2 separate regions of the Arabidopsis thaliana genome follow, and region 2 is linked to region 1. The links are chromatin contacts, called in public ChIA-PET maps. All regions are on one chromosome and are shown on one strand. The core of a region is the stretch at or near the end of the contact, and the rest is flanking DNA. Distances in the headings are between cores, read along the strand shown.

The links. ChIA-PET counts read pairs in DNA pulled down with a chosen protein or histone mark.
Region 2: a contact with region 1 is called in an H3K4me3 ChIA-PET map of shoot, with 12 read pairs. The contact joins the promoter of DRIP1 here to the promoter of PSBP-1 in region 1. A contact is called at or near these places in 2 of 26 Hi-C or Micro-C datasets (root and vegetative nucleus), 1 of 2 datasets of contacts at active chromatin or transcription factors (shoot) and 1 of 3 other capture datasets (seedling).

What each region holds. Positions count from the first base shown.
Region 1 is chr1:2,044,543-2,052,468 of TAIR10.1, reverse strand. It overlaps PSBP-1 (photosystem II subunit P-1), which reads right to left and starts at 4,835. Exons shown (of 4, transcript NM_100545.7): 1 at 4,283-4,835; 2 at 3,940-4,172; 3 at 3,799-3,849; 4 at 3,030-3,543. The coding sequence starts at 4,529. The coding sequence ends at 3,283. It overlaps NIH (nuclear DEIH-boxhelicase), which reads right to left. Exons shown (of 14, transcript NM_100544.3): 12 at 7,893-7,926; 13 at 6,683-7,762; 14 at 4,814-6,596. The coding sequence ends at 5,136. AT1G06690 (NAD(P)-linked oxidoreductase superfamily protein) reads left to right here and starts at 299. Exons shown (of 10, transcript NM_100546.4): 1 at 299-670; 2 at 776-867; 3 at 945-985; 4 at 1,073-1,237; 5 at 1,315-1,337; 6 at 1,438-1,509; 7 at 1,599-1,766; 8 at 1,913-1,995; 9 at 2,311-2,373; 10 at 2,542-3,069. The coding sequence starts at 430. The coding sequence ends at 2,727. It overlaps AT1G06700 (Protein kinase superfamily protein), which reads left to right. Exons shown (of 8, transcript NM_001035904.2): 8 at 1-99.
Region 2 is chr1:2,077,799-2,085,724 of TAIR10.1, reverse strand. DRIP1 (DREB2A-interacting protein 1) reads left to right here and starts at 3,628. Exons shown (of 7, transcript NM_100554.5): 1 at 3,628-4,123; 2 at 4,519-4,618; 3 at 4,931-5,255; 4 at 5,418-5,848; 5 at 5,958-6,008; 6 at 6,141-6,213; 7 at 6,324-6,829. The coding sequence starts at 4,018. The coding sequence ends at 6,503. It overlaps GAUT6 (galacturonosyltransferase 6), which reads right to left and starts at 2,414. Exons shown (of 9, transcript NM_001197996.1): 1 at 1,886-2,414; 2 at 1,700-1,734; 3 at 1,498-1,539; 4 at 1,326-1,407; 5 at 1,168-1,238; 6 at 646-917; 7 at 143-500; 8 at 1-9. The coding sequence starts at 2,036.

The DNA.
Region 1 (7,926 bases), core at 3,586-6,085:
TTTGGATTAATAACCTCAAAAATTCGAATAACTTGATCATTGAATATTTGCGTTAGTCGTGTATGATAATTACAATGTTTTAGTTTTCTTAACAAATCGTTACCTTCTTCTTCTTTTTGTCGTCTCTTATTTATGAAAAAAAAAAAAAAAAAAAAAAAAGAAACAAGCAGCATAACAAAGCTAAAAGGCCCAACTGAAAAGTAAATAAACAAAGGCCCAACCAAGCCCAAGAGAAAACCAATGTCAGTTTTGTTTTTTTGTTTTTGAATTTCACCGGTTATTCATTAAAGAATTGTTTGGCCCGCCAACAACATACGTGTCCATATCCACAGTCTCTCACCTCTCGCAGTGCCCAAACCTCTTCTTCTTCTTCTTCTTCTTGGCTTCTCCTCCTCCTTTTCCAATTTCAAAACCCAAAAACAAATCAGCATGGCCATGGCTACGCACTTCACCTTCCCTTTCAACTATGTTGTTTCCGAAGGCTCTCATGGAAGAAGAAGTTTCGTCCGGAAGCTGGTCAGAGCTGTAGCCTCCGGAGATTCCGTGGCTCCGGCGATTTCGGAAGAATCAAAAGTGAAATTGGGTGGCTCGGATTTGAAAGTGACGAAGCTTGGGATCGGAGTCTGGTCTTGGGGTGATAACAGCTATTGGAATGATTTCCAGTGGGATGGTCAGTTCTCTTAATTTCGATTCTCAATTTTATACATTTTGTGAAACAAAAGTATTGAAATGAATTAAAAGTTAATCTCTTTTTTTTTATTCTCTGTGATGGTAGACAGAAAATTGAAGGCGGCTAAAGGTGCTTTCGACACCAGTCTTGACAACGGTATTGATTTTTTCGATACCGCAGAAGTTTATGGTTCCAAGGTAAGCGTAAGAAAGCTGATCACTCTTCGTAAATTGGTTTATTCTGAAACTAATTTGGAAATCTCCATCTTTTATAGTTTTCCCTGGGTGCTATAAGCTCTGAAACTCTTTTAGGAAGGTAATTTGTTTCGAAAACATATAACAGTGTGCCACACTATCCTCATATATATTCCTCTTGACTGTCATTGGTGAGATTTTCGAACAGATTCATCCGTGAGAGAAAAGAGAGATATCCCGGAGCTGAGGTTTCGGTTGCAACCAAGTTTGCTGCATTGCCATGGCGATTTGGTCGTGAAAGTGTTGTCACTGCCCTTAAAGATTCCCTTTCCCGGCTTGAGCTTTCATCTGTTGATCTCTATCAACTGCATTGGTATGCACCCCTAATTCATGTTGGAGTAAACAACACTAGAAGGTAACAATCTCACTATTTTCTTAATTATATTTCAGGCCAGGACTATGGGGAAATGAAGGTTTTTTCTTAAGAGCAGCACTGAATCTACTTTTAACTAGAGTTCGTGTCACTTTTGGTGATTATATCAAATCCATTGACATTGTGAGTTATGTTTTTAGGATATCTTGATGGTCTTGGGGATGCTGTTGAACAAGGACTTGTCAAGGCTGTTGGTGTTTCTAACTACAGCGGTATCATTTCAATCTGTTTTTTCCTTCTCACGGATGCATATCTTATGAACTTTCAAATTCATTATACTTACTGTTGTGCGATTTTTCAGAGAAGCGGCTTCGTGATGCTTATGAAAGACTCAAAAAGAGAGGAATTCCTCTGGCCTCAAATCAAGTCAACTACAGTCTGATATACAGAGCTCCAGAGCAGACTGGTGTTAAGGCTGCTTGTGATGAGCTTGGAGTTACTTTAATTGCATATTCCCCCATCGCTCAAGGTAATCTGCCTTTATCTCCTTTGCGTTGTGTTCATGTCTATCGTTCTCTAGAAAAGTTGCATCAGGCTCTTATAGTATTGACGCAAAACAACCTGGCTAATGAACACATACATTTTCCGTTATTTGCTCTTTTGTCTTTTTTCCAGGTGCTCTAACTGGTAAATACACCCCAGAGAACCCACCCTCAGGTCCTCGGGGTCGCATTTATACGCGTGAGTTCTTAACAAAGGTAATAGCTTTCGCTGCATATATCTAAGTTATTTAACACAGGCGTGTATGTCTGCAAAACCATAGTTACATCTGAATAACCCTCGAGTCTTCTAAGAAACAGATTTTTGGATTTTGATAACTTGTATATCTCACTGTTATAAACCTGTCGATTTTCTCCTCTAATCCTGCTTTTTTCTTAGTAAGTTCTGTTTTGAGACAAAGTATACACTTTTATACAAAACACAACACCAATCAATGTACCTATACAGAAATTATCAAAAGGTAGCATAATAGTGCCAGGTTTCTTCACTAACTTTGACTTGTGACGTTACAGCTTCAACCCCTGTTGAATAGAATCAAACAAATTGGGGAAAACTACAGCAAAACTCCCACACAGGTTCTTTCCCTTTTCCTTATGCACTCTGTTTTTCTTTTTCCCTGTCCAAAAACGTTAAGAAAAATACAAAAGAGTAATTGTGTGATCCATATTAAGCTATCCAAGTGTACACCCTCGATTTTGCATCAAATCATATGCCTTCTTGTTTTGTTGTGTTGTGCTGTGCAGATAGCATTGAACTGGTTGGTGGCACAAGGGAACGTGATACCCATCCCAGGAGCCAAGAACGCAGAACAAGCCAAAGAGTTTGCTGGAGCGATAGGTTGGAGTCTGACAGACAATGAAGTGAGTGAGCTACGGTCCCTGGCCTCTGAGATAAAACCCGTCGTTGGTTTCCCTGTTGAGTATCTCTGAACTCTTAACACTCTGTTTGTAGCATTTGTAAAGCTCAAAAGTTACAATATGAACTAAAAGTAGTATATAGATGATGGTAAAGTGTTGTAATACATATGCAAATAAAATCTTTTTGCCTCTTTGAGAACTTTACAGTAGCCAAAAAGAAAGAGGAGGGCCTTTGGCATATGCTTCAATAGATCTAGTTAGAGTCAGACGTCAAAATTCATCTGCGTTTTAACCTTTCTGTTGACTAGAAGAACCATTTGATGCTTACCTCTTTTCATATCAGCTTCAAGCAGGCTTTCTTCTCACTATCTTTGTGCTTTCAAGGATTTAGATTTAGTCTATAGCTTCTTTCTGAGTCAATATCTTATTAATTTGAGAAAATATCTATTGAATATAGTTGTTTTTTAAGAAAACTTGGAAAACGAGTCTGTTATCATAGGTACACAAGTGATGCCGAAAAGGTAACATCATCTTGATAGTTCTCAAAAGCTCAGTTTCATTTTCCATTTTTTACAAGAGACAAATGAAGAAAGCAAGCAGAGCATTGTTACGTTGTGTTGCTTTCACTCAAGCAACACTGAAAGAAGTGGCTGCGCTCTCGACAAATTTCCTGGCTCCCTTGAACCACCTCTTGTCTCCAGCTTGTGCTTTGCAGATGTAAAGCTTCCCTCCATTCACGGTTGCTGTGATCAGCTGATGCTTCCCACCTTCGTCTCCATCAGCCGTTCTTGTCAACACAGACAAGTAATAGTAGGGTTTCCCACCAACTTCCTGAGATGATGACTCCAGAATGTTTGCTGTTGCCACTGCATTGTTGTCAAAGCCTCCCTGTAAGAACATCAGATTCACACACACACAGAGTTAGAACTTGATAACTCACTCCACCTAAGGTAAGAATCTTTCTTGTAATAATCATCGACTACTAGAGAGGTCTTTGAAGGTTATCAGTTAAAAAAGCTTTTGAGTTTTGTTTTATCAGTTAACAACGAGGGAGACAATGTGTTCTCTCTTTAGTGTTTGATTCTCTTATTCTATTCTATCAGCTTCTGGTTTACTTATAACAAATAACAATGGGAAGTTTACCTCAGAGGCAGTCTCACCGAAGTAAGCTTGTTTCCCTAGGAGGTAATTAACCTGCATAAAGCCCAAATCACCACTCAGTCTCACACTTCATTAGATTTTGTAACATCAATACCTTTACAGATGATGGAGTAAAGCAAAGACCTGAGAGAGGAACTCTTCGGGAGAACCGTAATCAGTGATGGACTTCTTGTCGGTAGGAGTGACCATGACATTGAGATTGCTAGTAGCATCGAAGTTGTCTTCGAACCTAAGGACTTGTCCTGGATACTCAATCTCTTTGCTTGGGTTCCATTTTGCTGGAACCTGCACTTTGAACCCATCTCCATTGTATGGCAAGAAGTCTGTGTTCGTCTTTGGCTTCCCAAACACGTTTGCTGCAACAAACCAAAAAATAAAAATAGGATGAAAAAAACACAATATGTTCTTCAAGATTCTTCTTCAAGAAAATGAAATGATCCAAGGTTATTTTATTTTATAAACGCACCAGCTTCACCGTAGGCGGCATCAGCAGGAGATACTTTGGAACCAACAGCAGCGGCGCCGACGAGGAGAGTGAGAGCAAGACGGCGGGAGACGGCGGAGTTATCGTCTTCATGAGACTGTTGAGCTTTACAGATGATCTGAACAGGTTTGGAGAGCGACACGTGACGCTGGGATGAGGAGGAAGATGATGATCGTGCGGCTGATGAAGCCAATGCGCTCTGGTGTAGGAAACACGCACTGTACGCCATTATCTCTGTCTCTCTTTCTCTCTTTCTCTCTTCTCTCCTTGTGTGTGATTAAGTTATGAAAGTGTTTTTTGAGGATTGTTGGTGTGTTAATGTATGGAGGTGAAACCAAGAGTGAAGCTGATTGGTTGGTTTCGGATATTGGAGGATCTCTCTGTTGATGTCCAGATAAGGCTGTTGAGGTGTTGTATTGTGCCACGTGGCAGATACGCTTTCTTCTTGTTCCACGTCAGATTCATAAGCCTTCGATTCCATCTATTTTAGTATTTTACTCTAAAGCCATTCCATGATCAAATCTTTTTTCTGCTCACACTAAGACACTACAGTACTGGATCAATAATGGCTTTTCTTCTTTCAGTTACATGCGTATATCTTAAAACGTTTATAACGATAGAACAACGGAAGCACTAAGTGAGAATGAATACAAATTATCTAACAAAATTGTTGAAATTAAGAATCTGTTACACTTATGTAGACAAGTGCCATTTCAAAACTTGGTTTCATGACAAACACCGAAATGCTCATTAAAACACCAAAGTGGAATGGGCATCATACTTCCCTTCTTCTTTCGGTTTTGCTTAGGTTGGTGCAGTATTTGAGCCACACTGCTCATTGATCGGAAGGTATGCTCGGTTTTTCCTCAATCAAACCTGACTTGTTTCCCTGGCTCAATACATTAGTGGAAGGCATTTTCTCTTCCATATTGTTAACCGAATCAAAGTTGTTAGCTAATTTGCGCTTTTTCTTTTTTGGTTTCTTAGCTGGAGCAGTGTTTGAGTCAGGTTGCTCATTCCCACTGACAAGATTCGAAGGAATGCTCTCTTTCTCCTTACCCGGATCCAACCTGTTGACTGACTCAGGATCTTTTTGCTCATTTCCGTTTGCCAGATCAGAAGGCTTGTTTTCTTCCATGTTCCCCAAGTCCAGGTTGTTGACTGATTTGCACTTTTTGGACCTTGATCGCTTCTTTTTTGGTTGCTTAGCAGCTTCCATTGGAGCAGTGGTTGGGTCAGGTTGTTCATCCCCATTAGCAAGATTCAAAGGCAAGCTCTCTTCCATGTTACCATAATCCGAGTTGTTAGGTAGCCTAAGCTCTGTTTGCTCATTCTCATTAGCCAGATCCGAAGGCGTGTTCTCTTTCATATTCCCTAAATCCAAGTTGTTGGCTGACTTGGGCTCTGTTTGCTCATTCTCATTTGCCAGATCGGAAGGCTTGCTCTTTTCCATCTTCCCCAAATCCAGGTTGTTGCCTGATTTGCGCTTTTTAGACCTGGATCGCTTCTTTTCTGGTTGCTTAGCCGCTGAAGCATCTTCACCTGGAGCAATGTTTAGGTCATGTTGCTCATTTCCATTGACGAGATTAGAAGGAATGCTCACTTTCTCGCTACCCAGATCCAACTTGCTGACTGACTTAGGCTCTTTTTTCTTATTCCCATTTGCCAAATCAGAAGGCGTGTTCTCTTCCATGTTCCCTAAATCCATGCTGTTGGCTGAGTTAGGCTCTGTTTTCTCATTCCCATTGGCCAGATCAGAAGGCGTGTTCTCTTCCATGTTCCCCATGTCCAAGTTGCTAGCTAACTTCGGCAATGTTTGCTCATTCCCAATAGCCAGATCAGAAGGTGGGTTCTCTTCCATGTTCCCGAAATTCTCTTCAATGTTCCCCAAATCCACGTTGTTGAGCGACTTGCACCTTTTGGACTCTGACTGCATCTTCTTTTGTTTTGTAGCCGCCGAAACATCTTCCACTGGAGAAGTGTTTGGGTCAGGTTGCTCATTCCCATCAGCGAAATTTGAAGGCAAGCTCTCTTCCATATTACCCAAACCCAACTTGTTGGCTAATTCGAGCTTTGACCCCATTGGAGTAGTGTTCGGGTCATGCTCCCGAAGCTCATTGGGGTTAGTGGAAGGTATGTCATCTCTGGGACTCGTTGCATCTACCACTGAAGTAATAGGTTGCACAGCTACAGTTTGAACTGAAGATTGTGCGAGGCTATCATATGAGAGAACAGAAGCTATTGCATACATAGAAGCACCGAGATGAGGCGGCAAATTTTCCTTTGGATGTTTAACCTACAAATGCATATGGAAGGTTGAAAAGGATGACATTGCCAAAATAAAATAATGAAAATCTTAAATCGTAGTGATAACTCATGTACCTTGAACAAAATGGACGCCATTAGTCTCTCTCTCAAGATGTACATTTGAGCAATTTCAAAAGCTGTAACCTTGAAAGGCAGCCACCGATCCACTACTACTTTTACTGAATTTTCCGGCCCAAGCATTATTTTCTCTCCAGGCCTACCAACTTCTTTATCTATGTCCATCGCGTCTCCTACATTTCCTACTTTGTGGTCTTCCTCGTCATCACTCTTAACAGCATCATAGCTCTCTGTAGTAGAAACGGCTATCTCTCTTGAAAACAGTAACACAGGTATAGTGGGAAGAACAGTGCAGCTCCTTATCACCACACCCCAATCTCCTCGAGTGATCTCATCAAAAACAATTAAAGCTTCGTCAAACTTGGTAGAGGACATGTCAACATTGTTTGATAGCGAGGGCACACGGACTTTGGCTCCAGCAATAGTCTCTATTACAGACCTTGTCCGATTCTTGGAAAGTGGGCACATCCTTCCCAACATAGGGTACAATCCAACTGCTATAACAGCACGGAGAATACCCGGATCATGAGCATTCAGGCTACAGTTTGAGCTGCTGCTAGGTATGACCCCATGTCTATTAAGTTCTCCCTGAAGCTTGCGACACAGATCATCCAGCCTCTTCATGACAACTTGGGAGATGAAGTACTTAGAACAAAACTCCTTAGCTTGACCACTTGCTTTTGCATTTTTCCAGCACTGAAAAGCCGCGACAGTGGCAAGATGATCACTGTGGTCTCCATAAAGCGATGCAAGTTCATGTTTTGCGGCAGCAGCCTTTTTTCTATCACCTGGCGACAAGGGCATGGTAAACGGATCCTTCTCGTCAGCTGCACATGCCAGAATAAGTGCTGGATCCAAACAGTTCACTAATATGGCGAAATAAATCATCTTGCTAATCCGAGGATGAACTGGAAGCTGACCAAATTTCTGTCCAAGTTCAGTCAGCTCTTCTTCAGGAGTCAAAGCTCCAATATCTTTAAGGATGATTAATGCATTTTCAATACTTTGAGCAACAGGCGGGTCCATCAATTTCTGAAGGAAATCATTTACGTTGCAATTCGGATCCAGCATCTTAACCTGAACATATTGATATTATAGAAGGACATCAGTAAGAAATCAAGAACGCAAGAAGTCTCAAACAGGACGCTACCATGCATGAATGACAATTAAACATCATAGAAAAAATCTACGTTAGAAAGAACAGCACCTGCAAGCAGAGTTCATCCACTGGCATTCTCATA
Region 2 (7,926 bases), core at 2,379-4,878, 34 kb before region 1:
TTCTGGCTCCTGCAAACAGCAATCAGAAGCCACATTAATAAGTGGCGGAAGTAAATGAGAAGATATAGTGTAAGACACTCTAAAATTAGGTATAACATATAATGATAACCAAGTAGAAATTTGTATAAGAAATGCATGATACCTTTGATGAAGATATCGTAGAGTTAACAACGACTGAAGAAGCCAAAACATTGTCAGAGAAGACAACATAATGATTGAAATTAGCGTCAAAATAATTTTGCTGGTTAGGCATCTGCCTTTTTTCAGGATCCAGTGAAAAGTATTCTGATGTCAGCCGCATTGAGAGACAGTGAAGCCCTTTTGGGGTGGTCCTTGCTGCAAGCTGCATTAGATACGCTGCTTGATTTTTCTGCGCCTGAACTTGTTCTTCTGTGTTATAATTCATGGCACGGAGTTTGGTAGCGATGGCAGGGCAATTGTTAAAGACACGACTAGCCTTATATAACACATTTTCCATGGGCTTCACCCTGCGGAGAGCGCTGAAAGAAACAATCATGTCAGAGGTTACTAAAATAATATTCTTAAACAGCACGACTTTTGGCACTAAAAGGTTGTAGTTGTAACAGCAAATTTCTGAATGCAATTATGGTATGTTCTCCTTTTGAATCAAGCAGTTGTGCTTACCCCTTTGATAAGTCCTTGTCCTTTGTTGCATCACCAACAGACCGTTCCAGCTCTTTCAGCCGACCTCTCAACTCCTTCACAACTTGAGAGTTACTTCCAGGTGGAGCGAAATTCAGGTAGGCTTTAGCTTGAATAATTTTGTCTCTGATCTCCTTCGTTTTCACATCTGTTGCTCTGTCGGGCTGAACCCTTGTGTTCTTTTCACCCTTAGATAAAGGGGGCTTGAAATCCGTTTTATTAGCAAGTTGGTTGACTGTTGGTAGAATTTGACCCTGACACAAAAAAAACCCAATAAATTGTAATCATGAAACATCTAATAATTTGATGGAAAGTGAAACTTGGCTTTTCTATTCCTTAGATAAACTAATCAACATGGACCGCAATGACTTGTAATCTGATTCTAGGATTCAATATCGGAGTTATTCCATACCCTGAGCAATCATCAAGTTCATGTTACTTTATATCAGCTGGACTGATCAAGTTCATGTTATCTTCAAATCAGTTGTATTTATATATACACACCTTTTCATCAGAGCTAACTGTCATCTTCTGTGAAACAATCACTTGTTCTTCCCTGTTTTTGTAAGTATTACCTACAACCCATGATTACGACAGATAAAAAATCTGAGGAGTTAATGACATCAGAGCAAATCAAAGCAAGATTGAAAATATGATCCCACCACCATCACTTTCAGCAGACGAATTAAACTCCCCATCCTTGAAGAGAATGAGCCTTGGCCCCTTCAAGCCTTCTCCATCCTCCTAAATCACAGAGAGAAAAAACTTCAACAAAACGCATGGTCAAAAGGTTTTAAGGAGATGACCTAGAGGAACCTGTAACTTCCAACTTACATGTTCAATAGCGCTAAGTCTAAGGTCATTTGTCGTGAATCTCTGCAGAATAATGGTAGCATGTCAACAACAGTGTATTGCTCGAGAAATATAAAGCATAAAGAGAATGATAAAACAAGACTGAGATCTGAAAACTTGGCACAAAATCAACAGCATGCTGAAAACAGATGAATCCAGAGATTGAAGACTAAGGAACACATACAATTTTGGATAACTCTTCAATAAATTCTCTACGACCTGCAAGAAGACAATCGGCAATGGAAAATCAAAACAAATGTCAGATGAAAAAATCCCAAGACCAAGACAACTTCTAACAAAAGCAAGCGAATTTCATGTGAATCAATCTAAAATCAAAGCAATCAAGCATTTCCACACGATCGTCAAGTACAATGAAATGAAAATAAGAAGGAGAGGAGACGAAACTGACCAACGGGAGTGATGCTCTTAAGCCGATTCGATACGAAAATAAGCGGAGCGAATACAGATATCGATAGCAGAGCGAGGATCAAAATCCTCTGCCATCGACGAATTTGTTTCATGAATCTACAAATAAAAAAAAATCCCCAAATCTATCTTCCTCGATGACTATTCTTATCACATCAAACCCTGAATCGTTCTCCAGGAAGAAGTAGCAAGAGACTCACAAATCTCGGAGATATCCTGCTTGATCAACAAGCAAAAGAACGAAACGTGAAGAACTTAGGGTTTCTGGGATTGCTTTTCTCTAGTGGGAGATTCTATTCCTCGCTTGAATTTCTGGATTTGGGGTCGGAGAGAGGAGTTTTAGATTCAGAGCTTCTTCATGCATCATCGGGGGATTGTGCTCACTTATATATATTTAATTAACAGAAATAATCATTGTTTAATTTGTGTTAGGTCTCTATAAAATTAAATTAATGTTATTGGTCGAACGAATTAATTTGTTTATAACTTTATAGTATATAGTTTTTTGGGTGTTCGTGTTGACATGTCAAATGTTATTAGGGTGAAAGGAAGCAGTGATGCGGATCAGGTGCGGGCAGGTGTACATGTGAAGACATGTGATTATGCCGTTGATGAAGCTGTAAGTAATTTAATGTGATCAGTCTTCTTTGCAAATTTTATCAATCACCAGTCAGACGAAGACACGTGGATAAAGTTTTTCCTCCCTCCTCTTAGAAGACAAGAAAGGAACTTCAGTCTCATATCAATGGATGATTAGCCTATTATTATGAAAAAGATATCTAGCATGTCGGCCAAAAAAAATTATGGCATAAATAGAATTGTAACGAAAAATGACTTTTGCCGATTCTGTTCATTATTTTTCAACAAAAATGTTAACTGGTTAACGAAAAATGTTTAACTAAGTCAAATGGGTGTTAACGTTGACTATGGATGCTTTTTTTTTTTTGAGCCAAGTAAGATTACATTTTGGGTTTTTTCTTTATTTAATGAAGTTGTTGGCAATTTGCTTAATTCGCTATTGGAACGACGGGTCTTTTCATTTATTATGTGTAAAATGGTGGAGGTAGATTATGGAGTACATAACACTCGGTTTAATAAATCATGACAGTATCATATAAAGATACTTAATATGCGCAAAGCTTTGAATGATCAAAATCGCTAGCTAGTGTATCATCAAATTGTTGCCGAAAATCTTAACTTTGACGTCGGTTAAAACACTAATCAGCATAGGACACATAAAACTACATACGTACATATGAAAATTTCTCTGTTTTTCCTAATCACCATTCATCTGTATGCTACTAAAAATCGAGGTGTCAATATTGAAAGTTTGAAACCTTATTAGCCTTCATGCTTCGATTAGCGAATGGGTACATAAGCCTTCTACAGGCCCTTTGGAACAAAACCTCTTATCTGATGTTATCTCGTACCCCATTATACGAATGACGAATCGTTACATTTGGTCGTTGATTCGAATGTTCCATATTCATTGATTAATGTAAACGAAATCCATTATTATAGTTATACAAATCATTTTTACCATCATCTGATTATAATATGAAGAGTTCACCATCATTTACTTTTCAAAATATTAGGATAGCAAATAACAATTTCTCACCCAAAAAGTTGAAAAGAAATTTATGTCGTTCAACTTTTTTTTTTTACAAAACTCTTCTTTCCTAATTAGATTAACCAAAATAAAGAATGTTTGACCTAGTTTTCCTAATTAAAGTAACACAAAGATTTTGACCCAAAAAAAAACGTCTTTGAGCGCTCGTTTTCTTGTCGACGAGAGAGCTCTTAAGACAGAACACAAAGATAAAAAGAGAAACCCTTGTTCCAATAAAATAAAAAGAAGTGACACATCGCGTCTCTTAAATTTTAATAGACGACGACGGCCACTTCTTGTCCGAATCGTACGTCAATTCTTCTTCCATCTCTCTCGCACCATAACATTTATTCTTCAGATCACCAGCGACCGAGCGAAAGAAACGACACTTCTTCGCCGTTTTCGTCCACATGCAGTTTTGGGGATAGCACGTTGTGAGTGATTAAGCCCAACAGATAAAGAGAAAGATGATGATTAAGGTGAAGAAGGAGACGATGAGGGCATGCTTAAGCTGCTCTATCTGCGACAATATCCTCCGTGACGCCACCACTATCTCCGAGTGCCTCCACACATGTCAGTTCCTCTTTTTAACCCACCAAATGTTTCGAAATTCGCTGACATTGGCTTTGATTTCTTCTCAATTTGGATGATTATATTATAGCTCTGTCTTCTTCGTCTCGTCCTATAATCGATACAATTGAAAAGTGGGTCAATGAATAGTTTTTGTTGACCAAAAAGAATATGCAATTTTGACTGCTTCAATCTCTCCTTCTTCGTCTTTCTAGTGATAGTTGATTCAGCATTTTCATGTATAGTTTCCTTGTGGGTTTCAGCTTCTTACTTGTATGCAATTCAATTTGAGTTTTTTCTTATACCAAGTATGAAATTTGCTCACATTTATTATAAGTCATGTTGTTAGTTGCTATCTACTGGAATGGAATAACTTTTTAGATTACTTTCGTACGCAGTTTGTAGGAAATGCATCTATGAGAAGATCACGGAGGATGAGATAGAGACTTGTCCCGTATGCAATATCGACCTCGGTAGCACCCCATTGGAGAAGCTGAGGTAAGCTATTCGTGTTCTGTATTTCAGACTCTACCAGTTCTCATCAAAATATGGTTTAGTTTGGTTAAATTTCTTTGCTCCTTGTTCATCTAATTTGTGGACTCAATCCAATTGCTTTTCTTGTTGGTGAAATGAACTGCTATAACACAATCTCTGGAATCTTGTTCATTTAATACACGTAGCACAATGGTTTTTATGAGAGAGAGACCATTTATAGGATGTTGTAGGAGAATCTAAATAGATCTCTTTTGTACTTTCCTTTTTCTTACTCGTTATTGTACTGATGGGAGCCACTTGTGTGCATGGTTTTAGGCCTGACCACAATTTGCAAGACTTGAGGGCCAAAATCTTTGCTCTAAAACGAAGAAAAGTGAAAGCTCCTGGAATTGTGTCCTTACCAGGAAAGAGGAAGGAGAGATCTATATCTTCTTTGGTTGTGAGCACACCTATGGTGTCAGCACAAGCTGGAACAACGAGAAGAAGAACTAAAGCACCTACAAGAAAAGAGTTACGTAATGGTTCTTTGGCTGAGAGAACTGTGAAGAAGGAAGAATCTTCTGGGGATGAGCTTCTGGAGAGCACAAGCTCACCCGACACTCTTAACAAATTCACTCAGAATAAAAGACAGTCAAAGAAGGTGATCACTGAACTACTCTATTTTCTCGTAATGACTTCATATTTGACATGATTTGGTTACATATTTATTTTTGTTTGGTACACTTCAAAAGTAAATATTCAGTAAAAATATTTGATACTGTTATTGGTCTCACATTCATTTGAGTTATTTTGTTTTTTGCAGTCATGTAAAGAGTCCATCTCCAATAAAGAAAACAAGGATGGTGATGAACCCTGGGATTCCAAAATGGATTGGAAACCTTTGAACTTTCTGGTTGAAGTGGCAAATGGGACAAAGCCCTTGAAGTCTTCTGCTTCTCAAGGGTCAGGTTCAAAATCTGAGCACGCGAATGTATCTCGCAATCAATTTCAAGGGAGTAAAACCAAAACTAAGAATAAAAAGAGAAAATGTAAACGTGAGGATGACAAGAGTAATAATGGTGATCCTACAACATCAGAAACTGTTACTCCTAAAAGAATGCGTACAACTCAACGCAAAAGGTCTGCCACCACTTTAGGCGATTCAAGGAATTTGCCACAACCAGATGAGTCAAGTGCAAAACAGGAGAGGAGAAATGGTCCCGTTTGGTTCTCACTTGTGGCGTCCAATGATCAGTGAGATTTTTGCTCTCATATCTGAAACTATTTCCTTTCATGATCTTTCTCTCTTTCTTCATTTTGTTTCTCTTCTCTTGGTATATTGACAAGGGCTTACTGGTTACAGGGAAGGAGGAACTTCTTTACCTCAAATTCCAGCAAATTTTTTGAGAATAAGGTAGGTTACAGTTTAGGTATTCTTTGTTTTATATATCCTGTGTTGTCGCTGCATCTTACATAGTCCCTCATTTTTCTGTTATGAGGAATTCTTTTGTTGGGGAAGATAATCCAATGTCTCATTCTGTGATAGGGATGGAAATACAACAGTTTCTTTCATCCAAAAGTACCTCATGAGGAAGCTAGATCTCGAGAGTGAAAATGAGGTAAGGGTCTTTATATGCACTATGGCACGAGAAAGGATAGAACGTTTGAATATAATGGAACTTATATGTTTGGTTGATAAAAAATGGACATACTTATGGTTTATGTTCAGATAGAGATAAAGTGTATGGGAGAAGCGGTGATCCCAACGCTGACGCTTTACAATTTAGTGGATCTATGGCTCCAGAAAAGTTCAAACCACCAACGGTTTGCTGCATTGGTAGGTTCTTCTGCAAAGGATTTTACGATGGTTCTTGTCTATGCTCGGAAGCTACCAGAGTGCAACATGTAAAGGACTTTAAAGACTCATGTTGTTGCAGAAGAAGATTCTGTGGAGACAGGGTAATCTTTTCTTTTCGGTTTATGGAATCTCTCAAAGCATTACAAGAGAGAACATTACTAGAACTACAGGAGCAGTCGAATGTGTTGTGAAATTAGTATTAATATTTTTTTCTATAGACGAAATATACACTCATGAGTCGCTTTTCTGTGCAAGAAAATACAAAATTTGTTTCCCTTTTCTTTCTTCTTCTTCTACTATGTGTCCTCTCTGGACTTGCATGTAACATTGTTGTCACTTTCTAATCAAATGTTGTAGTTTAAGATGTTTTAGATTGATTTATATGCATTTATTTGGGTACTACATCATTTCTATGGAAACTAAGGTTTTCAAGAATTACTGTTCAAGTGTTGACTGTGGATGACGAATGTAGTAGAACTGTGATGACCTATATGGAGGTAGAAAACTACCAAATTAACTACATAAAACTTATCTGACAAAAGACGAATGAAGTTCATTATCACTATTTTGTGTTATCGTGAGTACCACTATGTGGTGACAACCATCATGCTTAATATGAGTAACATATTTATATAACAAATTGTTATGATGTTCAAAAAATGTTACGAGTATGCAATTTAACAGATTCTTTTTAATTCATGCTTTACATATAGCCATGATGCTTAACGATATCCAAAAGAAAACAAAAAAAAATCATTGAAGAGATTGCACCTAGACTAGATTGCCTCTCGGATGACCTTGTACATGTGTTGCTCTTAAGAAACGTAATCTATGCATCATAACTAAAGGAAAGTTATACATGTGTTTTAATATCAATTAAAATTGGTTGATTACATACTTAAACTAGTAAATCACAATCTATGAATAATCCGGACTCTTTTTAACATAGACACATGACACATCAACAAGTAGTGTGCAACATATTCTAGAGGATGGTCATCTTAGGTAGTATTCATTCAAATGATTTTGGATCAAAAAGTAATTGAAATCCCACGTTTATTGGTTCGGTTCACTCCTTGATTAGTCAAGTTTCATATTAACATAATTTTCATCGAAATTCTCTTTAGCATTATTCGAAAAACCAAATATACTGTAATACTAGCAAGAAAAACAATAGTTTTGACATATCTTGCTTCATAACCGAATATCTCATTACAAAATAATCCATTTTTCACGTTTAGATAATCAAACGAACCCTCACAGAATTTTCTACACAATGCAAAAAACAAAAACGAATTTCATCGAGTATATCACGAGTTATGGTCAAATGAATCGAGTCTAAAAGCACAACAAATATGACCAAAGCATCTAATCCACATCCACTAACTTACTCATCCCACCATCTACACTCCTTCTTTCTCTGCCGTCGATAAAATTTGATCCAACGATTAATATTCAAACCTGAGAAAAGAGT